Linked DNA regions of Gossypium hirsutum: region 1 is linked to region 2. The links are chromatin contacts, called in public Hi-C maps. All regions are on one chromosome and are shown on one strand. The core of a region is the stretch at or near the end of the contact, and the rest is flanking DNA. Distances in the headings are between cores, read along the strand shown.

The links. A called contact is a pair of places that touch in the nucleus more often than the background predicts.
Region 1: a contact with region 2 is called in a Hi-C map of leaf, with 2.9 times the contacts expected there. The contact joins the enhancer-like site here to the promoter of LOC107901073 in region 2. A contact is called at or near these places in 20 of 34 Hi-C or Micro-C datasets (anther, callus, hypocotyl and 4 more).

Annotation. Positions count from the first base shown.
Region 1 is chrD06:14,436,007-14,441,554 of Gossypium_hirsutum_v2.1, forward strand. No RefSeq gene overlaps it. Among protein-coding and RNA genes, the nearest start is that of LOC107901072, 9.8 kb to the right of the region's middle. Within about 2 kb of position 2,890, at least 8 of the 9 cell types and tissues checked have an H3K27ac peak or open chromatin away from gene starts, as enhancers often do. A contact at or near this core is called in hypocotyl, leaf and stem, where this site is marked.
Region 2 is chrD06:14,364,830-14,370,946 of Gossypium_hirsutum_v2.1, forward strand. It overlaps LOC107901073 (protein ELF4-LIKE 3), which reads right to left and starts at 4,059. Exons shown (of 2, transcript XM_016826920.2): 1 at 3,760-4,059; 2 at 2,104-2,769. The coding sequence starts at 2,725. The coding sequence ends at 2,360.

The DNA of each region.
Region 1 (5,548 bases), core at 1,640-4,139, 70 kb after region 2:
GAAAACCTCATGAAGGACTAATTTCTCACTCCAACTTAAAAGGGAAAGACCTACAGTCTTTATGCAATATGATGCCAAGGTATAAAACAATAATTATACAAACAAATGCAAAGAAAGGATCGAAATTTTTCAAATCAAATTTTCAATTTTCGATAATAAGACAAGAAACAATCAATTTTATGGCTTGACTCTCTAAATGATTCCCCAGTGGAGTCGTCAAGCTGTCGAACTCCAATTTTCATTTTCAAAATTGATCCACTATTTTTCAAAATTAAAAATGGTTTCAACAATAATTATTAAATGATTTTAAATATTAATATAAATTATTTGTAAAATTTAAATTTATTTATAAACTATATATTAAAAGCGCATATATAACCATAAATCCTTACAAATTAAAATACATAATATCATATAATTGGAAACCTTTTTTTAAATAATTGTATATCTAATATCAATATTTCATAATTTTGTTAAAAAATAAATATTTCAAAAATACATACGTTTAATGTTTTCATTTTTGTTGATACAAGTGCCAACAAGGGAGGAGACAAGGAGGAGAAGGTGGCGGTGCAAGGAAGGTCGGTTCACCTAAACAGGCAAAGAGCCAGAGAAAGGAGGTAGGTAATGAGGAGGCTTGGATGGCAAAGGAGGTTGAATGTTGAGGAGTTCTTAGGGTTGCTAAAAGGATTAAAGGAACAGTCCCCCCCTTCACCGTTCTACAAGGTACTCATAGGGAAGAAGGTCTTGTACTCAGCGAGGCCACGCCACCAAAAGATTCGGGGCATAGTGATCGCATGGCCAGCCAAGTGGCAAGGCTGTTGTACATGGATTGTCCTCATGCATGGCACTGTTCTAACATTCTCTTAAATGTGGTAGTATGAGGTTGTTAAGCTTAGTTGTCCCTTGGTGGTCCCCTCTAGAGGAGAGTGCATACTTACTAAAAGTGGGTGACCAAGAAGATGAGATGCCTAGGTGGTTGGTCACTCAGTGACCAGCTAGGTGATAGAGGATTGTCTGAGCACTTAGGTGGAGAATATGCCAAGTGTTGTAGGCTGGAAAGTAAGCATAAGGTCATCCACAAATGTCTCTCAGGTATCCTCTCATGATACCACATATTGTCAAATGAGGATATAACAATTTTAAAGTGAATTATTAAACTACAAATCATGTGAATTAAAAAAAATCATCATAAATAAAACGAGCAACTTTCTAATTTCACATCAAATTAAGTTGGTCAAAAAGTTTAAAAGTACTTAAACCAAACATTATTTGGTTTGAGTTAAAAAACCAACTTATTTATATTCAACATTGAAAATTTCAAAAGATAAAGATTTTTGAAAAAAATAGAAAGAAGGGAAAATATGTGTAAAAACATAATAGAAAAATATATAAGCAGAAACAAATAACAACATTATCATTTCTAAATCCTAATTGAATATTAACATTATCTTTATATTATATCATCTCAAACAATAACCAACAACATTTATATGCTTTTACATTTTAGTTTATATGACTAATCACATCTCTGAGTTTTATTTCAATGAAATATTTTATTTTCCGATAAGTAAATGTATGTCTTTGAAACGCTATAATTTTAATCATAATTGATTTAATAAGTTAGATTCGATTTGATACAAGCAAAGATGCGGATAAAGTGGTATTGTAAGGGTTTCCAAGAGTTGTCGCTGTCAGAGTGATAGATATTATATCATTAAATATACAGCTTGCAGATTAGCCCCACATAATAGGGCTCAATGGGATGCAATTGAACAAACTGACAAATTTAAACAATGATGTGCATGTGCTTTGTATCCTTAATTCTTATCTTAATTTTACAACAACACAATATTAACCAGCTTTGAGCCCAAGTTCTGGTGAGATGATGATGATGATGATGATGATAAAATTGCTGTTGTGATCACTTTATTTCTTCCTCGTATCTTAATTGATGTTAATTTTTTTTATAGATTAAATGACATTAATTTTATATACATTACAATAGGATTCAAAAGATCATATATAATCATCTCATTTTTCATATATAATTATAATTATAATTAATATACTTATAAATAAATTATTAAAGTAAATATAATAGTCTTCTACTACTTCATTCTTAAGAAAAACAATAGATTTTTTAAATTAGACTTAAATTTTATTTAGAAAAAAAAGGAATAAATTGATTAAAATAATTTAAAAACAGTAAATTGGTCTAAAATTTAATATTATGCCCGTGCTCTAACATTACTAATAGAATAGGTGGTAATGAAATTACACCTTATTCTATGACGTCTTGACACTACTTGAGAATACAAGATTATGAAATGATTATAATTTTAGAATCGAAACAATGTAATCACATTCCAAACCATAACATTACGAGTCATAATATAAGAATTGACCAACCAAACACTCCTTTATAAATTTAAAAATAATAATAAAATAAAAAATCATTTAAAAGAAATAACTACTCCCTACTTTTTTTCATAACAATTATGTACATTTTTTTACTATCCTATCAATAATTATTATATTATTTTTATTTTATCACTAATGCGGATTGGTTCAACTAAAAATTTTAATTACTCTTTATCTCACGCTATATGCTTAAAAAATTAAATTCAATAATAATTAAGTTGATTGAAGCTTAATTAGATTATTATTGCAACAATTAAGAATATGTGCACATACTAGCATTCATTTTAAGGGTCTGAAGAGGGTTGTGGGTTATACGGAATTGTATAAAAAAAAAAACAATGATGAAATGGATTGAAGTTGGATGCAACATCTGCATAAATTGAAATTGGCCCATGGCTAAAGTAACAACCAAGTTTGTATTAGGGCTAAGTGCGCAACAAATAAGAAGTATATTTGGGCTAGGTTAAGCACACAAAGGTCCATAATTTACAATACATTTTAATGGCCTGCTCTATTCATTATCCGAATGTTCAACATAAAAAGAAAGTTTGCTCCCCTCGATGGGATCCCAAACCTTTTTCCTGTAAGCAATGGAAACTGGTTAATAAATGAAACGGTGATTGAAAGATCTCAGTGAAAGCAAAAACAAGAAAAGAACGGTAAAAGTGGGATCCAACTGACAAAAATCATCATCGGCCCAGATTGAGATGGTGACATTGCATGATTCTTAACAACGTACTTTCATAACTCATAGTACACTAGCTACTTTCTGAACCCTAAACCCTTCACTCCAATTATGTAAAGATCCTAATGAACAAAAAAGAAAACAAAAATTTTTGGAAAGATCCAAAGTGTTTTCCGCACATAAGATTTAAACCATACGGAACTTACCCAATCCTTCTATCTTCTGCACTTGCACATGATGCTTTGCCCGTCAGTCTGCTGAAAAAATATATGAAATAAATTTGGGACTCTGCCTATCTGATGGCATTCATGTTTGCCATATGATATCTCTGCATCTTCCCTTTAAGAGCTTTGTACCAACACATCTTGTGTTAAACTAATATTGTGTATGGAGTATACACCATCCAAATCTAATTTACTACCACCTTACTTGCTTTTCATACGTTTTAAAGCCTTTATTTAACAACCCCATAGCTGAAAGTTGTGGGTTTAAGCACTTAAATGTAATATGATTTAAGGTTTAGAATTGTGTATTTATTTATGTCCTTAAGTTGATTTTAGAATCAATTGATGATGAATTTAGTTGGAAAATTATTAAAATATTTTTTTTTGTATGTACAAAATAAATTATATTATCACGGTGGTGTTTTTGTTTATTTTTATTTAAAATAAATATATTTAATTATAATAAAATTTGAATTTATGACAATATATTTTAAACATTTGATTTTACTATTCAAATCAAAAATTTATTTAATATTTTATAAATATATTTATTACATAATTTTTTTCTCACCCGATATATAACAAATTAAACATTATTTAGTGAGCCAAATTTGTGATGCAATAAAGTTTAAGATTGGTAGACTAGAACATGAATTTTTGAAATTCGAACGCAATTGTTTTGAATTATTATTTGTTTAATAAATGTTTTGATTTAAATTTACTTATAAAATAGTATTGATATTATTACCCGTGTAGGAGAATGCGGGTTCAAATATACTAAAGCGCATTATCCTCCTATTTAAAGGCTGTAGAAAAATTATGGGTAATTCTAAGCATTGTATCAAAAAGAACAAATATGATAAGAACTTATAATAAGATTAATATTAAGAAAATTACTTATAAATAATTAAATATATATTTTATTTCTAAAAAATAATTGTAGGAGATTTTGAGTAATAGAGATTTGGGCAAAGCTTGGATTGGAGGAGGGGGAAAAGAGGTGAGAGTAGGAGTAAAAAGATTAAAAGGCTGCAAAGCTTTTTAAATTAAAAAACAAAAGGGTTTTGGCAGTAAACAAATAAAGTAAAATGGTCAGAATAATTTCACGATAATAATAATAAAAGCCAAAATACTTGAGGATGCTTTATTAGGTGAAAGTGATTTGTCCATTTACCTGCTTGCGGGCTGGGACGGCGTCAAAAGGTTAGGCAGGGCCGTGCCCCCTTTAAATGGTATTTTCTTCTTTTTCTTTTTTTTGGTTTTAGTCCCTAATTAATTAATATAATAATAAACTTGCACTTGTTTCAAAAAAAAAAAAAACTTGCACTATTACTTTATTTAATCCTTCTAAAATTTCTGAAATTATAAGTTTGACACATTTAAAATAAAATTACAATTCAACTCAGTTGATGAATTAATGTAGAATTATACTAAAAATATTTATTCCAGACTTTAAACATTTTAATCTATGGAATATAATGTGGTTAGTATACAAAATGCTGGGAATTGTTTAAAGTATCACAACACTAAATTGAATTTTCTTAATGGAGTAGTAGGTGAAATCACGTCATGTGCCCCCATTTGAACTATGGGTACAACAAATAGGCTGCTGGATTCTCTTCGTTAATACAAATACAAATACCTTTTCTTTTTTCTTTTTTTTTCTATATTTCACGTGTAGGAATAGGATAGTCTCATTTTTTAATCTCAAACTTGAATCGCCGCCCTACTTGCGGAACAATAATACTAATTGCTAATTGGTAGAGGATTATGGTTAGAAACATTTGGGTTTAAGGCAAGCCAGATAATGGGGATAATAAGAAAGAGGATGGTTACAACACTGCACTCCTCTGTCAAATAAATAAGGACCTTTTAACTTAAGGGTAAATACTATCTAACACCACCAACCACAGAGAGAGAGCCTTGTATTTTTTGTGGTACTTCCATTTTCCAAAGTACACCGTATTTTGAGCAATCAAAGTCTGATTCCATTTGTTAGTAAACATTTGGGATTCCTTTTACTGCAGTTTTTTTGTGATTCAACATGTATGAATGCCAGAATCCTCCTCCACCTCAACTTAGATTCTTTAGCCAATCTCCACCACTATTTTGCTAGAAGTGACGTTCTATTCCTCAACATTCACCACCCCTAAACCTCCTTTCTTTTTACCTCACTTTTTCATCACCTTCCCAACGGATTTTACTTCTAATCATT
Region 2 (6,117 bases), core at 2,809-5,308:
GTGGTTGTTGGCCGACAGTTTTCTTGCAAGAGTACATATACGATTTTGATTAATAATGCAGCAATTCTTGCTATTAGTTATAAGGTACACATTATAAAATTTTTTTTAAAGTGTCATTATCCATTTTAACATATGAAACTAGTTTTATTTAAGTTGATTTTCACTTTCTCTAATCAGATGTTAATATTATAAATAATTCTTTGAACTAAAAAAGTTTGGTAAAAAGAACCTAACGATGAGCTTAAAATGATAGAAAGAAAAATAATGATAACTTGAATGTTTTTCTTTTTCCTTTTTTTTTTCTTGAAAAATCTAAAAAAGAAAAAAGAAAAAAGAAAAACAAGCTATTTGAAGAATCAATGATGTGGGTGTTTTTTTATCCCTAGGAAACTAAGCAGCTGCCATATAATGTGGGTCCATATAACAAAAGACAAGTGCTAGCTATTCAGGGAATCAATCATAAAGAAAGTCATAAAAACACATTTATTATATAAAGAGAATAAAAAAGGATATATAGGTTATGAGAAGTAATATAACCTAGGTAGGAAGAGGAGGGATAAGCATGGAGAAATTCATATTTTCATAAGTAGGGCCCCTTGTCATGTTGTTGGGGGTCACTATTCACACATATATTTTGTCTTTTCTCTCTTGCAACTCTTTGTAGTGCTTTACTTTGAACTACCCTTCTTTTTTTCTTTTTTATTTTCCTTTACCCAATAGTATCCAGGAGATTGCCAAAATGGCATTGGTTGGAAAAAAGGGAATTTAAAGCATAAGAAAAAAATAGTCAAAAGCTCTCATCAATTTTTCCTTATCTAAGATTCTGTTTTTCGTGGTGGTGTGTGATAGGGTAAGTGGGAATCAAAAAGGTTTGAACTTAAAGCTGCTTTGGTTCATTATGATTAACTTTTCTCAATATCATTTTCAGTTAGATGTATATGTGCACCAGCAAGCACCTTTCAGTTCTCCACAAAGTATATTCAACAAAAGCAATGTGAAATAGTGATTTCTCAGCAAATGGAAGCGGTTGAAACTAAAAGAGGGTATGGACCCTTTGGTATCATATGTGAGAGGGGAATGGGATTGAAAACCACAGTATCTTCATGCCTACTTAATTTTGCTTTCTTATACTAACCACTTCATAATCAAGGATCTAAAAGCCCTAAATCCCAAAAAAATACAAAGATGGCATTATATTGATGGATAATAATAGATAGTTGTCGAAATCCAGCAATTAATAAGGAGACTAGAGACACAATCTCATTTAACTAATGACGCATGCTCAACACGTTGATACTTGTGTACTCTCAAGAACGATGATTTTAAGAGTGTGCTTTGAGTAAAAAAGTAGAGGGTTGGGAGGAGAGTAGAAGAGTGAAAAAGAAATTAAAATGAATTTTTAATATGATTTGTTAAGAAAAAAAGTGAGAGGAAAGAAAATAAAAAAAAAAGTATTTTTTTATTTTAATGTATAAAAATTAATTCTTTCAAATTAGAATGATGAGAGAGATGTGTATTTAATTTAATATTATATATTTTAAAATGTTTTATTTTTTTTCTTCCATTTTTCAAGTTTATGACAAAAATAGAAAAACAATTTTCTTTTTAGTTTTTCCTTCTCCCCTACAAATATACCTATGAAATGAAATCTTATATTTTCATCCTACCAAGCAAAGCAAGAGAGGGAGGGAGCACAGACATCATCATTACTCAGGCTAAATATTCTCTTAAGCTCTCAACACCTTTCTCTTACCGACTTAAAGCATCAGAGACGCTTCATGGTTCTTCCTTGCATGTCCTAAGCTCTCACAAGCCCAAACCCATCTTCAATCCATCTTCTTCCCAAGAAAACTCTAACATGCTTCTTAGAAAAGGCCAGGAAGAATATGCTTTTGGATTGAGGTTGGAAAGGGAATCAATTAAAGGGGTATATAATGAGACTTTGTTTCCAACCAAAAGTAGATCGTTAATGAACCTTCATGGTCAAGAATCTGAGAGTATATATAAACAGTTTACACCCATTATAGATATCAGCTTTTTTATCAGTTAAAGGTGTTAACTCTCTTTTTATCACTAAAAGTTGAAAGTGTAACAAAGTTAAAATTTAGAAAGTAAGGCCGCCACTTGCTTCATTTCAATTAGATCAAGGGTTATTACATTACATGATTACAACTTACAAGCTGGGGGGTTACAATGCAATAGAAGAAGTTCCATCCAGATTATTTAATTTCCCTAACAAATGTGAGCAGTAAGCTTTTTCCGACGCCGATACAAAGGGGTAGAGTTACAGAATCTGATCTGAGTACCAATTGCATGCGAAAGAATCACTAATGAAAACATAAAACCCAAGTCTGTTCTTTTAAGCTGGCCTGTTTCTTTTATGGCCACCTTTGCTGCCATCTGAATATTTCATAGCACCACCACCACCACTGGAGTCACCACCCTCAGAGGAGGCAATATCCGTGGATTTGGTGAAGGAAGTTGAAAGATCTGCGTAAAGGTCAACCACTCTCCTTATGTTGTTGTTGAGCTCCTTAATCAGACCAACATTCCTTCCCAAGTTGTCAGGGATCTTGGACTCATGGTTCTGGTTTACCTCATTGATTAGCAGCCTATTTTGGTCCAATATATTCTGAACCTGAACAAAGCTCTTTTGAAATGTCTGCACCACCTTCCCATCTATCTGACCACCACCATTGCCAAGCCTCAATGTGTCACCCTCCATTTTATTTTTTACTTTTGGGCCTTACTTTGTGGAAACTCGCAGTTCTATCAAATCGAAAACTTACAACAAAGAAAGGAAAGAATATGATAGGGAAACAATATATGAGACGGCAGTAGTTAGAAACTTAATATACATCGATGATGTATTGTTTTTACTAATAAAATAGCCATAATCATACATAGTTAAATATAGCAAAAAGAAAAAGAAAAAAACAAGAATTGTTTAAGGTGTAAGAGACAAAGGCCTGCAGTAGAAATCATGTCCATCACCATGCATGCTACTTTCAGTTCTTTCATAGAAAGATCAATAAACAAAACATGAAAAATAATAGTTGATATTATTGTTTATCTTTTTTACTATTATTATTACTTATGATGAGATGTGAAAAAGCAGATCCATTTCCATAAAAGGGAAACTTTTTTTAATGTACTCAGAAAATACCCAACTAAAACATGGAGTTGCAAGGAAGCATCTCAAACACACCCAAAATTTGTTATTAAAAAAGAAAACTAGTCAATGATGCAGATAAGATTACTCTCATAGTTAGTACTATGCTGCAGAGAGACAGCATTATTAATCTTTTTAACAGCAAAAATGACAATGAGAAATATATATAGATATATAAAACAAATACAGAAAAACATTAAATTTATTTATAAAAAGTAAATTAAAATTAAGAAAAAAAGAGAGAAAAAAAAGATTTTGCATCAAATTCAAGGAATAAGAAGCATACAACCCCATCACTCACTCAGCTAAACAAGATTTAAAAAAAAAAGGAAAAAGAAAAAAAGTGTTAAATAAAAAAACAAGAAGTTATCTTGGTAAGATCCAAGTGTTTTACAAAGAAATATAATAAATTAAGAAAACCCATCAGCTGAAAATGAAAAAAAGAAATCAATAAATTAACTACACAAGACAAAGATAGAAATATTATTACATGTTTTTATTTTCTTTGAAATCATTTGCTATAGAAGACATAAATAAAAATTCAAGTACATCAATGATATAGTAATTACTTTTGCATATACACGTACCTTGTTGGAGCATTATATTCTGGGAAGCAGACACAGGTTGAATGAAGGAAAAAAGATGGGCGATTAAACCGTACTCAGGAGGAAGCAAGAAAGAAAATGAATTATTTGAGAGAGAGGGGGGGGGGAATATGTAGCTTAAATATTTTTAGTTCCATATTTGCTATATGTAGAAGGTACAGTATTGTTGGAATAAAAATTAAAATAATGATGAGATAGTAAGTAATTATTAAGAAGAGTTTAGGGGATAAAAGAAAAACCGTGGGGGATGAGATTGGATTGGATTGGATTGGATTGGATTGGTGTCTGGGTGTAATACTCAGATCCGGGGGCATGATGAGTGATTCGAGCTGGTGTTCATGAGTCGCCACGTGGCATATGGACATTGATGGAAAATCCCAATCTACCGATGAAGGGGGTCCCTCAATCCAAGATATCTTATAACATTCCTGGAAAAAATAAAATAAAAATAAGAGCTTGATGTTGATTATTATTTTTATTTAGTATTGCAGAAGGAATATTTTGAATGTCATTTTCAGCTTTTAATAAATAAAATGGATTGGTGACAATGATGAATTTAGTTTTTGATTTTTGTGAAGAATGTTACTACTACCATGTTTTTAAACCAAAACTGGAAATCTTATCAATTACGCACTTTTGATTTTCCATCTTTTTAATTACCATGATTATAGTTTTATTGTTTGTTTAAATGTGTTCTTTGTCTGCTAATTTGGGTCTTTTGTTTTGTAAATTACAACCTTAGCCTCTACTTCTTCCAAACAGGATTGCTAAAAAAGATTGAGCTATTTAATAACTAATCAGTCAACATGAGTGAAATTATAATCGATTTGATTTAAACAAAATTTTATCTTAACATCTCAACTTTGTTATTCATTATTATTTTTTAATTTCTTCTTCAAAACTCATGTTCCATACACAATTATTATTATTATTATTTACCTTCAACACAAATTTATGATGTGTGTTGAAGGACATGTTAGCTCTGGTTTTTTTTTTTAATGTTGGATGAGAATGAAAAATTAGATTAAAATGATTAATATTGTATTGATGGGTACATAGTTTTTCAACCCAATTTCATACTATTTCGATGTACTATTTTGAATTTATTATAAATACAGATTAAATTATTAATTACTATAAATGGTAAAAGAATAATTTAATATATTTTAAGCATGAATTCATGCATCAGTTAATGCATAATATTTCAAATGATGTGATCAAAATTAAACCGATACAATCAATACAAATACTTTTTTTTAAAATAATTGACTCTTAATTTAAGATAAATTATAAAAATAGTCATTTTTGTTTGTCTTAGATTACATTTTAGTCACTTACGCTATTATTTTGTTACGAAGTTGTCACTCTACCGTTAAGTTCTGTTACCTCCCTAATGGCGGTCTTATGTGGCAGTCTAATTGAGTTTTAAATACCAACTTAGATATCCTATGTGGCAGTCTAAATAAAATTTATTTAATTAAAAACTTATTTTCATATTAGCAACTAAACATTTAAAATCTATTTGGATTGCCACTTAAGACTACCGTTAGAGAGATAACGAAACTTAACGATAAAGTGACCGTTTCGTAACAAAATGATAACGTAAATAACTAAAACATAACATTTTAAACATAAATAAATAAAAATAAAAATCACCATTTTATAATTTACTATTTAATTTATTACTAAAACTAGACGCATAAGCTAATTCCACCTAAACAGCAGAAGCCATCACTCAATATCCAAATTAAAATCCTGTCACAGTAAAATCTTGGGAACAGCTGTTTGGAGCGAATCAAAGATAAGACACGTGTTGGTTAAAGGTGGGGAGATGTAGAGGTTCGGGTGTGATTGCCGAGCCAGGAGCTGATAAGATTAAGAACAGGAGGAGATCACGCCTCAATAGGGAGTTGTAGGTAAAAGAGAAAATGAGGGTGAGACAGTGTAGAAACGAAATCCGAGGCTGATATTTTTTGGCCACAATTACTCCCTCTTCTTACCTACATGTATTTCAACTTTTTTCTTTATAATAATCTTAACAGTGGAGATGAAATCATTGGTAGTAGATACTGTTTTGGAACCATTCGTATTAATGGGAATAATAAATTTTAGATTTTATTTTAGTACAAATTTTGATCGATATTGATTGTATAGGTTGATTTTATCCGTACAAATCAAAATATAATATACCAATCCATCCATACCCAAAAAAAATGTTAATTTCAAAATATATTTTAAATTTTATTATTTATTTGTAAAAAATAAATTTAAATTTAAATTTTCTATTTTTGTTTTGAATTTGTTGATTTATGAATTATTAGATGCATAGTATGCGATGAT